Linked DNA regions of Mus musculus: region 1 is linked to region 2. A link is a contact called in public Micro-C data. All regions are on one chromosome and are shown on one strand. Each heading gives the region's core, a stretch centred on a gene start, on an enhancer-like site or on the middle of the called end of the contact. The rest is flanking DNA. Distances are from core to core; before and after follow the strand shown. Region 1 holds the start of Klhl40 (kelch-like 40). Region 2 holds the start of Nktr (natural killer tumor recognition sequence).

Region 1 (5,699 bases), core at 1,077-3,576, 58 kb before region 2:
AGTGGTCAAACTGTGGGCAGGCAGTATCCTTGGGTCAGCCACCATGAGCCTCCTGTGCTCACCTCCTGTGCTCACCTCCTGGCCCAGATCAGCCAAGTTTCCCCCTCTGAGAGGGAGGTCCCCCTGTGGCTTTGGATCTTTGGTGACCAACTGTTCAAGGCTTCCCCCCCCCGCCAGCCCCCCCCCAAGTCCCTTAAAATCTATAGCCTTCCATGCCACCCTTTTTATCTGCCTAACCGAGTGGTTATAGGCACAAAGAGCCCACCTTGGAGAGTTGTCCAACAGCTGCATTGTGTGGATGGACACTTGATACTATGCAACCTCTGAAACTTCCCCCAGCCAGCTTGGGAGAGCTGCCCCTCTCCTCCTCCAGCTGTGAGGCCTGTGGACTTGACCTTGGCCTCCAGCTGCCCATTTGCTCCTGCCTGCCTATAACTGCTCACCTGGCTCTGCTCTGTCACAGGATCGCCAGCCTGGGTTACTAACTCCCTCCCCCCCCCCCCCTTCATATCTCCAGATTTCACCCAGCCGACAAGGCTCAAAACCATGGGACCAGGCTGTAGATTCTCCCTCCCTCTGAGGTCCCACAGTCACATCCTCAACCTGGGCCTGCTTGCCTGTCTCCCAGACCCTGCTGAGACTCAGTTTCCTTCCCTGGAAACGAGAAGGCAAGGTGCTTTCTGTGTAATAATCTGTCTCCCACCCCTGACCTGGCACTTCTGTCAAAGCTCTGCTTATGATTCTTCTCCATGTCTCTGCCCCCAACCCCTGTGCTGGGCCAGGGGGCCTCCAGCTCCCCAGCTTGTTGTACACTGAGCCTAACACAGATACCAGACTCTTTGGAAACTGGCTGTAACTCTTCCCACTTCAAGCAAGTGGCTGCCAATCAAAGGTCCTAGATCCAATGACAGTCCCAGGTAGACACAGGCCCTTCCCAGGCCCTAAGTTGCCTCCTAGTACCCAGAACCCAGCACCAGTCCCTTCCTCTCAAGACTGGCCAGGCACCTGCAGGAAGTAAGCACTCATAGGGTCCTCCTTGTTGTCCTCATTGTAGAAGAGGCCACCGGCCACGAAGACTTGGTTCTCCTTGGTCACCAGACTGACATGGTTCTTGGGGATCTGGGTGGACAGGGATGCACAGTAGCACTCGTTGGCGGCTGGGTCGTAAGCCACGGCGCCTTCCTCGCTGATCATGAAGATGAGATCCTGAAGGAACATGCCGAAGCGCAGAGTGTCATTGAGGATCCCGGGCAGTACTCGTTCCTCATCGTCCTCAGCCTTGGTGTCTTCTGTGCCCTGGTTGGCCTCCTTGGCCCGAGCTGTCTGCTCACCCTTTTCCTTCTTCTTCTTGCGCAGTGTAGTGAGGCGGCCCTCATGTGCATCCTTCACCATCTGCACCTTGCGCAACAGCTCGGGCTGGGAGCGCACAAGTGGGTGGCGCTCCACGCGAGTCTCCAGGAAAGCACGAGGCAGCAGGCGGCAGCGAACGCTCTCGAAGACCGTGGGCAGCGCGCGCTGGCGCTCCGCCTGCGCCTCAGCATCTCCGCTGCTGGCCCAGCGCATCACAGCCTCAAACACTGCCTCCTCCTTCTCTACGTTGAGGCCGTCGCTGGAGATGATGGCGATCAGCTCGTCAGCCGAGAGTCCCAGGAAGTCGTTGTCCCGCGCCACCAGCGGGAAGCGCGCGCAGATGAAGTCGCGCGCGGCCACAGCCAGACGCGCGCAGTCCAGCAGGAGGCCGAGGCGGAAGACAGCCAGGCAATTGGCCAAGCACAGGCGCTTCTGCAGAAACGACACGCAGATGGTGAAGATGGACGGGATCTGGAATCGATGCGCCGCGGCAAACAGGTCTTGCACGCTTGCCTCATCCAGCGCGATCTCTGATGTGTACAGGTAGTGCAGCACCTGGGACACTACGTCTGGCGACACCTCCTCCAGGCGTACCTCTCCCGCGCTATCTGGCTCAGCCAGGAAGCGCGCGCGGAAGTAGGGGCTACAGGCGGCTAGCACCAGGCGGTGGCACGGGAACTCGCGCTCACCCACGCGCACTACACAGTCTAGGAACTTGCCGTGGTCCAGCATGTCCTTGAGGCCGTCTTGCAGGAGCGTCTGCTGGTACAGACGCTGTTCCTCCGCCTGCTCCAAGCCCAGCGTCATGGTGCGGCTCCCTGGAACTCAGCAAGTCTGTGTATCGAGGGCAGCCCTGCACACCTCTGCTGTCTTGTGGGGCTGTGCACTGACTGCGCAGCTGTCTGCCCTGGGCTATATATAGAGGATGCCCAGAACCTGTAAGAGGAGCTGCTGGCCTCCTGCACATGACGCACAGAGGACAGCTGGGCAGAGGCTTTCTCTCTGAGCAGCCTTGAGTCAGCTATGGGGGCTCATGGGGCGAGGGTGGGGTGTGTCTGGGCCTTTCCAGAACTGGAAGGTCTCTCGACCCAGAACCCAGTTGCCTCTGGATTCCTTAGTCTAGAAATGCTGCTGCCTATGAAGAGGGCTCAACTCCCTCTCCTTTCCACTGTCTTCCAGGCCTGAGTGCTCACAGCCTTCCTCACAGACCGTATCTCATGTGGCCACTCCTGGTTATAGCATGTTTGGGTGTCCTGCTTGGTGAACATGTCTTTTTCCTTGGCAATCACTCCTAAAATGGGAAGGAGTTTCCTCTGCCCAAACTCAGAGACCTTCCTTTAAACAAACTCCTTAAGTCAATAAGGGTAGCTGTTTCTCTGTTGGGCCTCAGTTTCCTCTCCCATTCAAGGAGGGAGAGGAGCTAGAATCCAAGGGTCTCAGCTCAACTCTGCTGAGGGCCAGAGACCCTGGGGTAGCATGCTCCAGGTTAGGCTCAAAGGGGTCAAGCCTGCTAGAAAATTAATTTCCTAGGGTTCTACTATTTGGGGGTGTTTAGACCTTCAAATCTCTAATATTCTAGCAGTGTTCTGAATGGTAGTGTCCAAATGGTGGAACTTCAGGGACTCTCTCCCATTGTCCTTGGTCCATTTGAGGTTTACCATGTTTCTACCTGGCCTTGGGGCCCCTGTCATTGTCTGTCTGTCTGTGATTTGAGGGTTTGAGGAGTTGAGCCAGGATACCCAGTCTCAGCCCCCACCTTGCTCTGGACTCCTGTCCACCCCTCCACTCCCCAAATCTGCACATTGGCTTCAGACTCCAAGAATAACGAATTCTCCAAGTGCCAAAAGCTGCAGCTGTGGGTTAAATTTAGCCCCGGGACACTGGTAGGAGGCATAACGGGCGCTCCCCAACCATGCCTCTGAGTCACTTGTTTATAACCTTGGGCTTGTGGGGGGATAGGAGAAAATACCTAGTGGGGAGCAGGGGCAGGGGGAGAGGACTGAGTCACACGTCCCTTCTATGATTCCAGAAACATTATTGCCTGTCCTTCCTAAGTGGTGACGGTCACTCGGTCCTAGAGGGGCACATAGCTGGACAGGCTCCAGAGGTGTGCTGCCCACCTTTCTGCAACGTCAAGGGCTAGCTTGGGGCAAGCTGGGAGGGTTTCCATGTCAGTTCTGGACAGTGGGACATTTCTAGGAAACATTGCCAGCAATTCGCTGGGTCACACGACTGCTACCTGCATGAGCCAGAGCAGATGTGCCCACTTCTGACGTCATGGGGACCTCTCCCCAAGTGAACAAAAAAATGTCTGTGATCACAGCCTCACTTTCCAAGGACCTGAGCAGAAGACAGCGACTAGAAATTAATTCATAACTGCCAGATGACTTCATGTCATATTTTGGGTTTATGACGGATTCTACAGCGCTCGTTCCCTAGCAGGATTCCCAGCAGTATGTTTAAATGTGGCTTGTTCATCCACTCAGAGCCTACTGTGTACTAGAGCTAACACAGAGTTTAGTGGCGTTTGAGTCAGTTGTGAATACTGGCCCTGTGGAGCTTACGTCTGTTGCGGTGGGCATCTCGGAGGGAGAGCAGCACATCCGAACCTCTGTGGTACAGCAGGTGATCCTGAGAGCTACAGACAGGGGAGCCAGGGGCAGCGACAGATGACAACACAGCAGAACAGTGGAGTTGGTCCACCCCTGCCTCCAGTAGAAGACAACCCAGGCCTGCCTGTTCCTGACCCTACCTAGCAACAAGGCAGTGCAGGAAGGCTCATTCCTGTCATAAAGTAATCCCACATGCCTCACAAGTCCACGCAGGGACTGCTCAGGCTGATGAAATAGAAGCCCCACCAACAGCAAGCATCCAAGGGGTGTATTAACCTTGCACACTGGGCCTGACACTCATTCTCCCACTCAGAGGCACCAAGGAGGTTGGCCCGGGGAATGCTGAGTCCCAGGCCACACTGGTAGAGTAGGATGAGAGGGGTCTGCACAGCCTCTGACAGTTGTACTGTCCTTTGAACTTGAGTTCGCAAAAACAGACCAGGGCCAGACTGGAGGGAGCTTAGACCAAAGGACTTGTCCCCGGACTGGGGAAAAAACAATTTAACAAAGACCACGAGCAAGAAGCTTAATCTGACCACTTCTTACAATAAGAGACCATAAAGACCACGAGGAGCATTAAATGCTAGAATAGTCTGGAAAGGATTTGAAAGCTACAATCACAAAATGTTTCAATCTATTAAAAGTTCTCTTAAATTTCTCAGAGCAGAAACATCTCACTGAAGAAATAGAAGTGATACAGGAAAGGCAAGTGGGAATTATAGACCTGAGAAGATACCCCAACAAGGGAAAAAGCTTCCTGAGTGGCCCTGGTAAGTGGGAGAGAACAGCCCGGCAGTCATGGCGCACACCATGATCCTAGCACTTAGAAGGCAGAGCCAGGAGGATCTCTGTGTTCAAGGACAGCTTGGTCTACAGAGTGAGTTCCAGGACAGCCAGGGCTACACAGAGAAACTGTGTCTCGAAATAAGCCAAGAAGCCAAAAAGCCAAAAAGAAAAAAGAAAAAAGAAGTGAGAGAATAACCCCACTGCAGGGAAGACGCCGAGACCCCTCCCCTTCCAGGCAACAATGAGGTGTTACGATGAGGAACGTCTACAGTTACAAAGAGGGTCTCAGGCCCATGAGGCAACAGCTGCACTGTATCCTAACCCAGAGAGAGAGAGAGAGAGACAGAGAGAGAGACAGACAGAGAGAGACAGACAGAGAGAGACAGAGAGACAGAGACAGAGACAGAGAGACAGAGAGACAGAGACAGAGACAGAGAGAGACAGAGAGACAGAGACAGAGAGACAGAGAGAGAGACAGAGAGAGAGACAGAGACAGAGAGACAGAGACAGAGACAGAGAGAAGAGAGACAGAGACACACAGAGAGGCAGAGACACAGACAGACACACAGAGACAGACTGAAAGAGACAGAGACAGACAAAGAGAGACAAAGACAAACAGAGACACAAACAGAGAAAGGCAGAGAGAGAGAGAGGCAGAGGAAGAGATGGAGAGACTGAGAGAGAGAGACAGAGAGGAGAAAGAGAGTCAGGTCTAAAGGTAAGCTAAGCAAAAATTGCTGAAAACCCCTAAAATTAGTTAAGACAAATCAGAAGAGGCAAGATGGCTCAGTGGACAAAAGTGTCTGATGACCAGAGTTGGCTCCTTGGAACCACATGACAAGAAAACAACTGTATCCCTCATGCATGCAGTGGACACATTCACACCAAATTAAAAAATTATATATATATAATTTTATATATACATAAAAATTATATATGTGTAATTATATA
Region 2 (5,848 bases), core at 1,024-3,523:
ATTTTCCATCAGGGGTGAAAGATCAGCTATCACTACATACTAGGAAAACAATCCTAGCACATAAACCTGACAAGTTAGATAAATAAATACATCAGCTTCTTAAAAGCCACAAACCACCAATAATAAATCAATTAAATAACATACATGTGAATGAATAATCCTGTATTAATCAAAGAAATTAGAGCCTATGTTAAGAACCTTAATAACCACCAAATATTACAGGATAACAACAGAATGACTTCCAATAGGAACAATTTACTGGATTCATACAGGAAACCTGTTATACAATGTAAAGGTTGTCCCCCTTTTAAATCTGCATTTGCAGTCATCCAACAGTTTTATAATTCAAAAGAAAATCTGTTTTGTATTTGTACTCATGGTAACTGAAAGTACATACTTAATCCTTAACAGTACATCTTGATTTCTGCATCACCTCTGCTTATCAAAGTAAATCTAAATCAGATACTTTTATTTGTGACGCTGGAAATTGAACTTGGAGCCAACAATACAACAGGCAAGCACTCTTCCCAGACAAGCACTCTCCCACTGCTTCTGGCTGATTCTTAAAAATAAGTGGGGCAATAGTGGTGGACACCTTTTATCCCAGCACTCGGTTCTCTTTGAGTTCTACGACAGCCTGGTCTACACAGAAAAACCCTGTCTTGAAATACAAAAACAAAACAAAATTTAAAAGGTTAAAAATAGAAGACGCCTGAAAAAAAAAAGACATTAAACGAAGATGTATAGCCATGTTAAGTACATTCTTTTCAAGACTGACATCCATCTGTGGTGTTGGGGATCAAAGTCAGGTCCTTGGTTATTCGAGGAAAATACTTCCCAGTTATATTCCTATTACTTTCTGAGTATGTTAATACATTAGTTTTGCAAAAAAAAAAAAAAAATCCGTGAAAAATCTCCAGAGTAAGTTTGGTAAATGCTAAATAAACTGCAGCTACAGTCAGGGTCGAAATGTTAGATGAGAAAAACAGAACGTTTAAGATCGCTCCAATCCTTTGTTCAGAACCGTCACCGTCTTCCTTTTATCCTAGAGCCTGAGTTTTCCTTATTCTGTTCCCTCTACTCCAGCCAGACCGGGACCTTCGCTTTCCCTCAAGAAACACAAGCGCTGTCTCAGAACCCAAGCTAACCGTTGGCTGCCACTACCAAGCACAGTTCTCAAAGGCGTCCCTCCACAGGTTCGGCTTCGCACCTACTCAAATGTCATCTTCTCAAGATGGCCTTTCTCGCTCACCGCCTGACTAAAACAGCACTACTGGAGGGAATGCGGTTTTTACCCCTTCACTTCCTGCCTCTTTCCCCCAGGACGTCAACATAAAAGAAGCAGCAGCCCTGCTTTAGTCACTGCTGCCCTTCCAGAGCCCAGGACAAGCAGCTCTCCTGCGAGTCCACTGCGACCTAAGACGTGGCGCACACCACACACCTCCAGTTAAGATCCCTGTCGGTTGAGAACCGCGCATCCGTACACATGTTCCTGCTCGATACACACGCGACCTTTACATGTGTGCGCACCGATGTGTGCAGCAGCCACCTCTCTGCACACAGAGACGTCGACGCCTCGGGATTAATGAATGGCTGCACACTGGACTTCCAAAAAAAAAAAAAAAAAAACCAAACATCGCGGCCGCAGCCTAGGAGCAATCCCGGGGCTACAGAACCCGCACAAGCCCTTCAGTCTCTCCTCTCCAGCCACGTCTCCCGGAGCCAGTACATTCTCGGGAAGGCTCCCGAGGGACAGCGGAGGGCAGCTGGCCGGCTCGTGACCGCGGCGGCTCCGCAGCTCTGGCCGGCCGAGCCCGCCCCGCCCCGCCCCCGCCCGGCTCCGGCTCCGGCTCCGCCGCGTCCACTTCCACCCCGACCCGGGCCCACAGAGGGGCCCGCCCCGCTCACCCGGTTCCCGGTTGATCTCGATGTCGAAGTGACACTGCGGCCGGTCCTGGGCGCCCATCGCGAGCGCAGCAGCGGGACGGCGGCGAGCTGCGGACAGGGAGGAGGGCGCTGAGGGCAGGCGGGCGGCCGGGCGGGGCGGGGCCCGGCCCGCCTGACAGGGACGCGGCCGACGAGAGGCCGCCCCACCCTGCCCACCCGCCCGCCCGCCCACCCCAGCCGCGGCTACCCGCGCTCCCGTCGAGCTTCTCACCTGGCCGCACAGCTCCGGAGAACGCCCTGCCGGCGCCGCCGGAGCCTAACGTCACCAACGGAACGCCACCTCTTCCCCGTGAGGGCCAGCCGGCGAGCGCCACGCCAGAGCTCGCGAGGCCGGACGCAAGCGTCGCGAGAGTTCGTCTCGCCGCCGAGCGGGGTGTGGGGTCGGAGTAGGCGGTCCGCGCCAGGGCTCTCGTGCCCCGCCCCTCAGGATCCCCTGTCCAATCCCGAGTGCGCAGACGTGTGCGAGCTGTCAACCACGGCTCACTCATGCAGCACCGCGAGATTTCTGATTGCGTGGCCAGTGGATGAACGCAGGGTGAATCCCAGGCTTCCGGCCGACGTGGCGGGTGACCTGTTCTCTCTCGTGGTTGATGCGGTCACGCTGTTTGTCTCGCGTTAAAAGAATCGAGGACCAGATGGAGCCAGATGTGCCTCCCTTGCCCGCCAGGGTGAGACGAGGCTGGCCGCCGGCTCGAGGCCAGCCTGGGTCACTTGAGGCTTTCTCAGAAATACAACGAAAGGAAACAAAAATCAAGGCAACAACAAAACCCCGAAGCAAAACACAAACCGTAGCGTTTACACCTGCGCACCAGCGCTTGGTGGGTAAAGGCAGGAGATTCAGAAGTTCAAGGTCAGCCTGAGATACCTGAGACCTGTGAAGAAACCAAACCAGTTGACAGGAGCGATGGTCTAGCAGTTAAGATGGTCTAGAGGCCGCTTTTGCATTGGACCTGGTTCAAAGCCCAGCTCAATAACCGCATGGTGGCTTACAACCATCTCGTTTCAGGGTTTCCATCGCGCTCCCCTGACCTCCGTGGACACCAAGCATGCACATGGTGCCCAGACATACATGCAGGCAAAACAGAAAGTAAAACCTTACAAAAGGAAAGTCTGTGAGCAATAATACACAGCCTTTAATCCCAGCGGCTCGAGAGGCAGAGGTAGGTGGCTCTCAGTCTGAGGTCAGTCAGTTCTACATATTGTCTTCCTGGCCAGTCAGGGCTAGGTAGATCCTGTCTCAAAACAAAAGGTACACAATAAGAATGTGCTGTTGGGGCTGGCGAGATGGCTCAGTGGTTAAGAGCGCCGACTGCTCTTCTGAAGGTCCCGAGTTCAAATCCCAGCAACCACATGGTGGCTCACAACCATCCATAATGAAATCTGATGCCCTCTTCTGGAGTGTCTGAAGACAGCTACAGTGTACTTACATATAATAAATAAATCTTTTTTAAAAAATGTGCTGTTGTAGAAAATTTTAATCACAATCAGTGTTGAGGTTGGGTCTGTTACATAAAGCAAAATTCCATATCCAAAAACCTAAACCTACGAGTGACTTACCGTCTTTCCAAGCTTTTGTACCTTGTTCCTTAATTTAAAACTGTTGGTTAAATAAAATTGGCTACAGCCAATTACTGGAGGGATTCGAGGTAGGTGGATTTTGAGTTACCTGGGTGGGAAGAGTAAGGAGAAAAGAGAGACCAAGTGTAGAAGGAGGAATGGGAGAGAGGAAGCCCCCATGGGGGGAGGCAAAGGATGAGCACACAGCCAGAAAAAACAGTCCATATCTGGGGTACACCCAAGGGAGGTAGCCAGGACAGCAGTTAGAAGAGTACATTAGGAGTTACCCTCCACTCATTTATTTATAAGCCGGGATAAGCTTAAATCGGTTCTACTATGTTGTCTCTGTGTTTGGAGAGATGGCTCAGCTGTTGAGTCCTCACTTACGATGGGTATAGTGGCACGCACCTTTAATCACAGCACCCAGCACTTAGTAGGCAAAGACAGGTTGCTCTTTGTGACTCAAAGGCCAGTCTGTCTACACAGAGAGTTCCAGGAAAGACCACAAAGAGAGACTCTATAGTGAGAATTTTGGTTTCTTAGAAAACCCAGTTATAATTGTGTGAATGTCTTTATTTAACCCCAGGTGTGGGATAAGAGACTACTCCACAGCAGGTGATTATGATTTGCCAAGTGCACTGGCAGGGGCATGCTTTTGCCAGCTGTAGATAGTTTACATTCAGAAGTCTAGGGATGCTTCCAAGGGTATGAACCAGAGTCCTGAGATGAGGTGGGGCGCTCTGGGAATGCTGCTTCTCCTGGAGTTTTGCCAAGTGTTCGTGAGCAAAGAGATGAGAAGAAATTGGAGATATCCTGACCATGAAGATTGGACTTGCCTCAAGTAACTCAACATCCCCAGTCAGCAGGAAATAATCTAAAGAGGTCTGTGCCTCATTTCCTCTCTTTCTTTCCTTCCTACCTAGCGTTGGGGAGTTGGAAGAGATCAGGGTGGAATAAGGGTTGGAAGGGAAGTAGATCTAAGACCCCAATAAAGTAACTCAAAAAAATAGTACCAACACAAATCTGTGTTTAAAATAAGAGTGCTTTCTGTTCTTGCAGAGGACTGTATTAGTTAGGGTTTTACTGCTGTGAACAGACACCATGACCAAGGCAAGTATTAATAAAACAACATTTAATTGGGGCTGGCTTACAGATTCAGAAGTTCAGTCCATCATCATCAAAGTGGGTGCATGGCAGTATCCAGGCAGGCATGGTGCAGGTAGAGCTGAGAGTTCTACTTCTTCATCCAAAGGCTGCTAGTGGAAGACTGACTTCCAGGCAACTAGGGTGAGGATCTTTTTTTTGTTGTTGTTTTTGTTTTGTTTTGTTTTGTTTTTCGAGACAGGGTTTCTCTGTATAGCTCTGGCTGTCCTGGAACTCACTCTGTAGACCCGGCTGGCCTCGAACTCAGAAATCCGCCTGCCTCTGCCTCCCGAGTGCTGGGATTAAAGGCGTGTGCCACCACCGCCCGGCTAGGGTGAGGATCTTATACCCACACCCACAGTGACACACCCATTCCAACCAGGTCACACCTATTCCAACAAGGCCACAACTTCAGATGGTGCCACTCCCTGGTCCAAGGATATACAAACCATCACAAGGACTTACATTGTTTCTAGCACCCACACCAAGTGGCACACAACCACCTCTAACCTCCAGATTCTGATGCAGTGCTCTAGCCCTCCCAGGCACAGACATGGTGCACATAAACTCATGAAAGTGCATACACAAAGTTTTAAAATAAGCAAGAAGTAAAAACAAAAACAAAAATAAATACCAAACCTAGTAGGTTTGGATTCAGTGCTGTTGGGACAACTGTTTCTGTCTTGGCCTTTCTGTCACAACCAGAATTTTGTTCACCTTTTAAATACAGCCCCTGGTCTATGAAATGTGAAGAGATCAGGATATAAATGTTTCATTAGGAAAATACATGTTCTGAACATAACTCTTGTTACATACTCTACCAAATACTTTCTCATGGTCTTGGCCCTGGCTTTTCATTGCTTTTGACTGTCTTCTGTCAAAGGTTTTTATTTCATTTTTACAAATTCTGTTATCAATGAAAGAAAATGTTACTTCCTAGAGCTGAAAATTGTTTGTAGGAATTACAATACTTCTGTAAGTCTTTAAACACTAGTTTCATTTTGGGGGATAAATGCATCGTGTCTACATGTCTATATGTATCTATACATAAATATACACCGCTAAGCACAACCTGCTCAGGCTGCATGTTCTTTGTGTGTTTCCAGGACTGGTGTTGGATGACCAATTGCTGTTCCCTGGGGAAGACTGTTTCTCCCACTCTCAACACTCCTTAGTTGCTAGTAGTTCTTTGTGTAGAGTT

The links. A called contact is a pair of places that touch in the nucleus more often than the background predicts.
Region 1: a Micro-C map of muscle stem cells shows a contact between it and region 2, with 5 times the contacts expected there. The contact joins the promoter of Klhl40 here to the promoter of Nktr in region 2. A contact is called at or near these places in 1 of 39 promoter capture datasets (hippocampal neurons), 7 of 484 Hi-C or Micro-C datasets (B cells, cardiomyocytes, embryonic stem cells and 3 more), 13 of 115 datasets of contacts at active chromatin or transcription factors (CD8 T cells, embryonic stem cells, epiblast stem cells and 6 more) and 3 of 9 other capture datasets (adipose tissue, liver and pancreatic islet).

Annotation. Positions count from the first base shown.
Region 1 is chr9:121,774,234-121,779,932 of GRCm38.p6, reverse strand. It overlaps Klhl40 (kelch-like 40), which reads right to left and starts at 2,326. Exons shown (of 6, transcript NM_028202.3): 1 at 1,006-2,326; 2 at 1-10. The coding sequence starts at 2,157.
Region 2 is chr9:121,715,606-121,721,453 of GRCm38.p6, reverse strand. It overlaps Nktr (natural killer tumor recognition sequence), which reads right to left and starts at 2,273. Exons shown (of 17, transcript NM_010918.2): 1 at 2,159-2,273; 2 at 1,909-1,995. The coding sequence starts at 1,966.